Linked DNA regions of Mus musculus: region 1 is linked to region 2. Evidence: chromatin contacts called from public Hi-C data. All regions are on one chromosome and are shown on one strand. The core of a region is the stretch at or near the end of the contact, and the rest is flanking DNA. Distances in the headings are between cores, read along the strand shown. Region 1 has its middle 85 kb from the start of Gm31409. Region 2 overlaps Gm30905 (a long non-coding RNA gene).

Evidence for each region. A called contact is a pair of places that touch in the nucleus more often than the background predicts.
Region 1: a contact with region 2 is called in a Hi-C map of cerebellar granule neurons, with 6 times the contacts expected there. The contact joins two enhancer-like sites. A contact is called at or near these places in 1 of 39 promoter capture datasets (hippocampal neurons), 1 of 15 datasets of contacts at CTCF or cohesin (pro-B cells), 29 of 484 Hi-C or Micro-C datasets (adipose-derived mesenchymal stem cells, brain, cerebellar granule neurons and 11 more), 2 of 115 datasets of contacts at active chromatin or transcription factors (astrocytes and neural progenitor cells) and 2 of 9 other capture datasets (embryonic tail and embryonic trunk).

The regions. Positions count from the first base shown.
Region 1 is chr9:92,043,447-92,048,029 of GRCm38.p6, reverse strand. No RefSeq gene overlaps it. Among named protein-coding and RNA genes, the nearest start is that of Gm31409, 85 kb to the right of the region's middle. Within about 2 kb of position 2,454, at least 6 of the 459 cell types and tissues checked have an H3K27ac peak or open chromatin away from gene starts, as enhancers often do. A contact at or near this core is called in cerebellar granule neurons and cerebellum, where this site is marked.
Region 2 is chr9:90,690,653-90,695,289 of GRCm38.p6, reverse strand. The region is part of intron 1 of Gm30905 (a long non-coding RNA gene); the gene reads left to right. Among named protein-coding and RNA genes, the nearest start is that of Gm30905, 12 kb to the left of the region's middle. Within about 2 kb of position 2,154, at least 25 of the 459 cell types and tissues checked have an H3K27ac peak or open chromatin away from gene starts, as enhancers often do. A contact at or near this core is called in cerebellar granule neurons and cerebellum, where this site is marked.

The DNA.
Region 1 (4,583 bases), core at 1,205-3,704, 1.4 Mb before region 2:
TAAGCCCAATGTTCAAACAGTTGTAGTCGGGGAGTGTGAATTTCTGTATGTGAATTACACAAATAGTCTCTCTGCATCTCATCCCTACCATCAACTCTGAATTGTGAATCTGCTCAATGGTCAGCAGGACACATCAGTGTCATGTCCTGCCTTAACTTTTGCTTGGAGATCTCTGGGTGTCCACCATCAGCACAATTCTGCTTCTAGCCCTTGATATAAACCTCAGTTCTCAAACAATGTCTATGTATTTAGAGATGTTTCAGGATATTATGCATGTCTAGTCATTTGAAAATTTCATCACTTGTGTCTCGTTCTTTTTTTTCTGACTCTTTCTGGGAGGAGTAAGCTATGGAGGGAGGAAAGGAAACAGGGAAGAGATGTAATTATATTTTATTTTTGAAAAGTAAACAAAAATCAAAAGAATTAAAAAATAGGTATGTGAACTTTACATTTTTGATCTCACTGTTTTTCATTAAAGTGGCTTTGTTTTCTTGGGGAATGGAGAATGGGCTCTCACACATCTTGATTTTGTCAGTGTCAACTGGTAGGCAGTGAGCAGATGACAAAACATCCTCCCTTGCCTCTATGTAGTTCCCCTTGGCCACAGGATGCCTTCCTTTTCCCTCTATTTTCTCACATGAGGCAGCTATTATGGGACACTGGTCATCACCACTCTTTCCCCTTCTAGAAACATCACTGATGTTTTAGTACCATGTCTGACTTATATAAACATTTTAAGCCCAACTATGATGCTGGGGTTGTAAATTCCCAGGCTGTGAAAGTCTTCTTTGCACCGCGGTTGATGCTGTGGCAGGAAGGATAGAATAAAGAATTTTATAGTCACTTGGTGTATCCTGGGGGTGAGAGCTGGGAAGAAGCTCATATCCCTGCTCTTTTATATATATATATATATACATCTATTAAAAAAGCTAGCAGGCGAGCAAGTTCAAGAGGTCTTGGATGGAGATTACTGAGTCGGCTAGTTCCTGCAGGTGCTGACCTGCTGAGACAGGGTAGTAGGTCATAGAGTTATCCTCACCATGCTCCAAGGAGGAAACCTGCTGTGGTTAAAGGCTGTGTTCTTATTAAATATATACTGTATGGAGCGTCTGTTGTTCCTGTTAAACCCCTGCCTAGAAAAGTTGCTCGTAAACCAGAGTTACATTAATGTCTCCATAGACACCTTACATTTAAAACTATCTGACACTAACCAAATGGGTAGTTTTTATTGGTTTTTCTTTGGCACAGATGTAAACACTTGCTTTCATACAAATATGCACTATTAGGCTTTCACAAAGCTGCAATGAACTACTTTGAGACTATACCCTTGTGTACTGATGTCTGTCTTGATCAGATCTTACTTTTTCTATTAAGAACAATAGAACTGAAATCCTCCAGTTTGTAGGAAGGTCTTGATTCTTTATGCAGAAATGGGATGTGCTTTTGAAAGGAAAGCAAGAACAGCTGAACTCTTTCTTAGCACATGGAACAGGCTAAAATGGTGCAGGATAAACTGTTGACTAAATATGACTTAAGGGAGATGGTTTATTTAGAGTGACTTTAATTGAATGTGTTTCCTATCACAGGAAAATGAAAACTGCAGTGATAAATATAAAATGCTTTTAAATGGAATCACTATGTAAGCCAGAGTATGACATTGACTTACAGTAGCAGATGTTTCTGATTCCGAATTCAAGAATCAATATATTTTAACATCACTGCAAACCTCTAAGGAACTGTATGCCAATAACTGATCTAAAGATGCCCTCATTTTGCTATTTAAAATTATTATTATAAGCATAAATATTATCATAATAAAGCAAATGAATTAATATTACCTTAATATTTGTGATTTATTTACAATTTATATTTTTAAAAGACTATCACTTATAATTACTATATAGTTGCTATAAAATCTTGCTAACGTGGTGCCCTTTTTTCTTTATCCTTGGCATATGAACCATTTGCTTCTAAAATGAAGCTATTTTATCCCTTGTCATCACACAGCCATAAAAATTGCAAGCAGTCAGAGGTTAGCAATGGCTGCTCTGCAGACCCAAAGCAAAGCTTAGTAACAGATTTTCAAAGCAGTTCAAAGAGTCCAGCTTCCATCTGTGTTTGGTGAAGGATGCACAGACCTTGGGGCATCTGAGACTCAGCTTCATCTCTAACACTTGGAATAACAAAGGTGTTAGCTTTCAAAGCTGCCGTCTCCCCTCCTGGGGTGGCTCTGCAGACCCAGTTCATGGAAAGTGGGAGACTTCAGAGCAGGCATTCTCCTCCTAGACTTTGCCTCCTTCTGGGGAATCTTTGGAGGGTGTCACAATGGTGGCCTCCTAAACATGGGTTACTGCCAGTAGAGGCCATGAGCTAATGAACCTTATAAACAAATCCCTTTTTCTGATGTCTTGAGCAAATTGTCCACATAGACGCAGCCATTTCTTTTCCTCCAGATGAGTGGTGCTATTTAATCAGAAGAAAGTAGAGGGTGCTCTCTACCCACGATAAAGTGATGAATGCAGAAGGAATATCAATTTTTCCTTTGATTCAATTGCTTTTCAAAAACCAAAGCAAGGAATTGTTTTCTGGGAAAGAGCTCAAAATCTGTGTCTTTGGTATGTTTTAAATGAGTCTAAGATTCCAATGAAAACCGATCTCCAGCAAATGCATTCATACAGACATAATCTTTCTTGACTTTGTTTAATATCCCTTGTATTGGTTGTCTAGCATCTTGGCATGTTGTCTTCATGAAGATAAGGTAATGTAAATTGATACACAGTTAGCAGGCTACTATAAAATGTGTGTATTTGTGATTTTTATGATAATCTTTCTGTCTACAAAACAAGGTGGAAAAGTTAAGAAGTTGAATTCATTTGCATACAGCAATTGTTTGACTGAGTTATTCTTAGATATCAAAAGCCCTCCAAAACTATATTCTCAGTTCGCCTCAGAAAATTTAAAACAATCTCAAATTATTCCTTAATGATCTCCAAATTCTAGTAAAAATACCTTAAGTAATTTTGATAATATGTCTAAAGCATATGTGTATGAAGTATATTATCTGATAATTTACATAATAACCATCTTTTTATTTTGAAAGATAAATAAAATGGAGCTTAATATAAGAAAATGGATTCAATGACATATATAATATTTGTATATAAGGGCTATGTCCTTGCTATGTCAAGGATGGTTGTTTTTAGAAATAGCTTGTAAAAAAAGTAGCATATATATTTGTGTATATATATGCATATATACACACATATATGTGTATATATGTACAAGTAAAATATACATTTACTTAATTAAAATCACAGAAATTCTAAGTAAAAAAAGTCAATTTTACTTTCAACATCAAAATTTAAACTATCATTTCCATATGACAAACCATTTTGTCTGAAGTAAAAATAAATCTTAGGGAACAGTTAAAAATATAAGGTAAATTAAAGCAACCTATATATTTCCATGAAGACGTGAAGATGTGGTCAGCTTCTGTGTGTGAACAAGGCGGAGAGGGAGTGCAGAAGGCTTTACAGATTTCCAGTTGGAAATCATATGCAGCACTAGTTCTCCGTGTGTGTCAGCAAGAAGACGTGCACGGAGAACCAGCCAGAAGGCAGTGCTCAATTCTTAAAGCTTCTGCATGTGAAACTTTCATTTCGTTTTTCTTATTTATTTTCATAGTTCTCTTCCCTTACTGTTAATGCCTGTCCAAAAACCCAAAAATGCAAAACCAAGGCCGGGTCGATGAAGACTGTTAATGCACAATAGTAGCATCAAACAATGCAAAATAGGATCTCTTGGGACATTAACGTGAAGGTATTGGAAATATGAGTGAAGAATCACAGCCATTGGGTTGCTGTGTCATCCTTCTCAGCCTTGCAGCTTAATGTGGAAGGAAAACATGTTAAAATAACAGTGCCATTGATAATTGTAGAAATAGAAAGGGTGCATGTGATTCCTGGTCTAAGTATCAGGAAAGTGAGCTGTCACTTGGGATGACATTTTTATGTTTAACAAATGTTAAGCTAGTTGATTTGAAAGGATGATTATTTTTTACAACTTATGGATTTTTTTCTCTCCCTAATCTTTGTGAGTTATTTCCCAAAGTAGTGATCCTTGCCCATAATCATTGTTTTAGTGTTCATCTTGACATTAAGGGCATTTAGACAGTTAGGAAGTTACTTTCTTAACCGTAAACAACATATATTCACGATATTTTTTCAGAGGTCAGACCTTGGAAGGGGATGCCAGTTGTATATGATATTAATGTACATTTACTTCATCGTAAAAGTTGCAGAGACATTTATTAAAATGTTTGAAAAAAACCACACTTTTGCAACTATATAACTAAAACTGTTGCAAAAGCAGGTTCCGACAGTGAAGCAACTTTAGGAAAGTGAAGTAGGCTGATCATCATAGAGAGTTTGAGAGGAACTGACTCAATACACATCTCTGTCTCAGGACTAGCAGATTTGAGATGTACTCGTGATGAATGATGCTTTAATTCAAGGACATCACAAAAAAGTTTGGACAGCAGTTGTTTCTAGCTTTGACATCTTTTCCTTGTTACTCAGATGTCA
Region 2 (4,637 bases), core at 905-3,404:
AAGGTGTATATTTAATAGTCTTACTATTAATGCTTTTAATGATGTTAACTTCATCGTTAACTTCTTTTCGGTGTTTAATTATGAGTCCTTTTTATGGTTAGGATGTTGTTTTACTTGCAAAGCATTTTACTTCTTTGTATATTAAACCAACTGAATTTCAACTTTTTATAACTGCATAGTAGAACTACTTAATTTCCTTCTGATTTTAATACTTTAAATTTTGAGGGAGAGGTGGTACTTATATATTAAAGCCACCACTGCTTACATCCTTACTAAATACATAACCATGATTCACAGGATTCTTTTGTCCTCTGCAAGAATTCAGCTAAAGTGGCAGAGGGCAAGTTAGCCTTAACTTCTGTGCTCATCCTGTGTTCTTTAAAACTGTCCAAATTGTATTAGAATTTGCTTATAATGATGTTCTATGATTTCCTTGTCGGGATACCTGCATTTGTGGAAAACTTAATATTGATTTCATATGTCTTTTGCCATCTTTGGACAGCCTGGTTAGCAATTACAGCTCCTGGTGGCATCTCTTTTGTCTTTTCATAATTGTCATTTCTTGTCCTCTGCTTAAGATTAAAATATGAAAATTGTACCACATGTGCATCAAGAGTGCATTAACCAAGTCGTCAGCAGTGTCTGCGATACACCATCATTTAGCCGCAGTTCTTGCCCTTACCTCTTCACTTTATTTACGAAATTTGCATGCTACAATATAAACTTGAATGAAAAATGCATTTGAAGGTGAGCCTCCCCGATATCCAGTCCTCGTCAGGATCATTACCATCTTCCTGAGAAACCACTGGGGTCTTTCGTGCATTTGCTTGTCTGTGCCAAATGCAGTCTGCCCTTCAGACTGGGATCTCGCAGAGGCAGGCAGAGCTGTGCCGTTAGTTTCTCTTACTTTAAAAAGCCTCCCAGTTTCTGAGAGTTCTCGCCAGGACTCTCATCTCAGTCTGCGTTTTGTAAAACAAATACGGTTTTGTACAAGTATTTAAAAAAAAATCATGGAGCAGATCGAAGTGAATTCTTCCTGACCACAGACGGTATCTAGCAGACACAAATTTCTTCAGAGCTTTGTGAAGAGCTGTAGCAAAATTCCAAACTAAACCTGTCCCATTTCAAGAGCAAATATGCCTATGTGGGGAGAAAGGTGGGGTGGGGTGTGACCCTCCCAGACCACTTACATTAAGAAACAAACCAAACAGAAGTTCAAAAGGTATTTACATTTAAGTGGCGGGGAAAGAAATTTTCAGCTAATTTGAGGATTGTGTTGTTTCTTGTACCACCCCCAACCAGTCAATTTATATAAAAACCTACAGTTATAATATCTGCTATATTTTAAGATTTTTACTTGACTGAACAGATTTTAAAATGCTTGCGAAGGTTTGTTTCCCCTTCGTTGTATGATGAAAAGAAATACCACATTTTAAAATTAAATTGAATAAGTGCTTGACTACTCCACCCCACACACAGGAATACAGACCTACTTGCCTATCAGCACACTAAATTCAGCTAGTTCCTCCTGCAAAACATTCATTTTAAGAATCCCTATTGTTTTATTTTAGTGCATTTGTTTGGAGACTTTTAAAAACTGACTATGAACAAGGAAACAATAAATGCATAGGCAATTTAGAGCACAGGCAGGCCTCCTTATGAGACCGTGTAGCGCATTTGTGGGTGTTGTTATTGTTGTTGTTGCAATCTAGCTAATAAAGGCTTTCTCTTGCACAAGAGAATTTTGACAGGGTTGACTCCAGACAGCTCTCCAGCTGAGGTCTGGGACCTTGCTGAACCTTCAGAATTTTCCCATTTGAGCTGCATCAAAGTGAAGGAAATTCAAGGATCACTAACGTCTCAGATGGTAGCACTTGCCCTAACAACGAAGGTTCAGGAATTCTTTGGAGCAGACTGAGGTCATTTTTCTCCCCTTTTCTCCTAATGCTTTTCTCTATTAATCAGAGCTCAGAGCTCAGATTGGTGTTCAACTTCCTCCCAATCCTTGCTAAGCCTGTCATTTCTGGCTATTATTTACTTTAATGGACTTTGGCTGATCCCTTATGAAGCTTTGGATCTGAGAATAATAAGGCTGGAGAGTAACGGGCATAGACATGGGTGTGGGTTTGCCTGCAGATTAACCGTGGCAGATGGGCTTTATTGCGGTTTCCTGTGTACTGAGTGTTGATTGAGAGGGTATAATGAGAGAGGTGGTGTCTACACAATAGTCACGGCCACTTCATTGCACTTTGCGTCTAAACAACCCCATTTTTCTAAATCTTTGGGTTGTGAAATTTTAGGAAGTCAGAGCACAGGGACAAGTACAAAAACAACTGTAAATAACCATGAATGTTAATCCAACACTAATTGGTCCTTTCTTTCAATATGAGTCCATTTTGCTCAGTTTTTAAAATTCTGGGTAAATTAATGGCAAAGAGAGTGAAACAAAAAGTTCTTGCACTTGGCTGAAATAGTGAGCAACACGTATACATGTATTTCTCTCTCTCTCTCTCTCTCTCTCTCTCTCTCTCTCTCTCTCTGTGTGTGTGTGTGTGTGTGTGTGTGTGTGTGTGTGTGTGCGCGTGTGTGTATATTTTTGTTTTGTTTTGTTTTTTATCTGTTTTGTTTTGGTCTTCATGTTTTTGTTAATCTGCTTGCTTTTATTAAACATATGCTGTATTTAACTTTAACATCAGACAATAGATGTTCAAGTTGTGGTGACTTCCATAAGCCTTTAGATAGGAATATCTTCAAAACTGATGCTAGCACAATTGCTTTATCCTATGCAGGGTAAGTCAGTGAATGTGGACCCTTTTATATTCCATGTGTTTAATTCAAGCGTCTGCTTGACTGTAACCTACCATGCGGTTAATACATTTTTGTTATAGGTACGATCTAACAGTCTTTTACACGTTGCTCATATTTAAGATTTTACTTAATTCCTCCCTTTCATTAGTGGATTAAATCACAATCATTGGTTCTTTTTTTTCTTTGGGGGCTTTTACCCATCTGTTTTAATGCTTTCATCCTGCACCTCTTGGTCTCAGAGGGGTGTTTGGAAAATGAACCGCCAAAACCTGGAGAAGACTCTAGGTCAAGTTTTCGTCCAAGACTTTAAATTTTTAGTGACAGTCCTCTCTCATGGCTGCCTGAAATTTTGCACACAGTGCTGCACAAGCGAGCACCACCAATTATTCGTTTCCTTTGAAAACCATTATCAAGTTTTTCAAAACTTCTTTCATTTCACTGTTGTCATTCAGTGAAAAGGAAACTAACCACCGTGTCAAGACAACTCAGCTGCCTAGCAACGCAGGGCCACATTTTAACTCTGACTTGCTTCTGGTCTTGACTAATAGAAAGTGACTATGTTAAGCCAGTCACAAACGTTGTTTGTCACTTCTGAAATCCAAACAAAACTATATTGTTTTCCAAAGTATTGGATGTGATTGATGTAAAGATTTACAGTAACATCATTCATTTTCTCTTGTGTTTCAGTAGGATTGATGTCATATCTTTTCATGCTTTATTAAATGCTTTAAAAGGCCTCAAAAAACATGACGCTTTTTGTCCATTAAGAAGTCTAAAAAGAAGGGCATTTTTTTTTCCTTTCCAGTGCACTAGGCTTCAACAACTTGTGAAGTTTAATGAATCTATTCAACTAGTGTCAGCCACATCAATAAGTAATTTAATAAGAAACTATCAGTCATAAAGGATAATTCAATTCAAACAATTACAGAGGAACAGACCAGACCAAGATCAACATTATGGGACAGAGAGAAGAAGAGTTAAGCTTTTAAATCATGAGTCTCCAGATTCATTTCAAAAATTCCCCACAGTTCTATGGTCATGGTTTTGAAAAGCTGTAGGTTGCTATTCTTGTAATTTTAATTATAAATCATATATGTTGTGGTGTTGTAGCATATTTAAGTCCCCCATACACATACAACATGGTTATTCAAAGTGAAGGACTGAACTGTTTAAAAGTAACTTACTTTGATAGAATTGGAGCCAATTAATGTAGTAGACAGGTATTGTATCACTAATTTAAAGTCCCCCCAAATTACTATCCTGGTAATTCTCTGTAAACATATGTGTAATCTATTCCTAGATACATTAAGATGTAACAATCTGCACAATTTGGCTAGACATAATTTGGAAAAGAATAGTGTTCGTCAAAACAAAGTATGACCCGGATATAAAATAAAAAATAACTGCAAGCTTTAATTGTTATCTTCTTATGATACATTTTTTTTTATTCACCAAATGGCCTATTTCTTGTAAATGGGTTTTTCTCTTTTTTTTTTCTTTTACTGGATATTTCCTTTATTTACATTTCAAATGTTATCCCCTCTCCAGTTCTCCCCTCTGGAAACCTCCTATCCCATCCCCACTTCCCCTGCCTCTATGAGGGTGCTCCCGCACCCACCCATGTTGTAATATTCTAAGCAGTAAAATAAAATGTTCATAAAATGTTCTGTAGCTTAAAGGGAAAAAATGCACAAAAATTAACCTGGAAAGAGTAAAATTGGCTTTCCTCTATATTCTGAAAAGAAATCCAGAGTAAAGTGGCGGTTTTTCATAAAACCTTGTTTGTATTCTAAGATCTAGTAATTAAGTAGGAAAATCAAATATCTAAT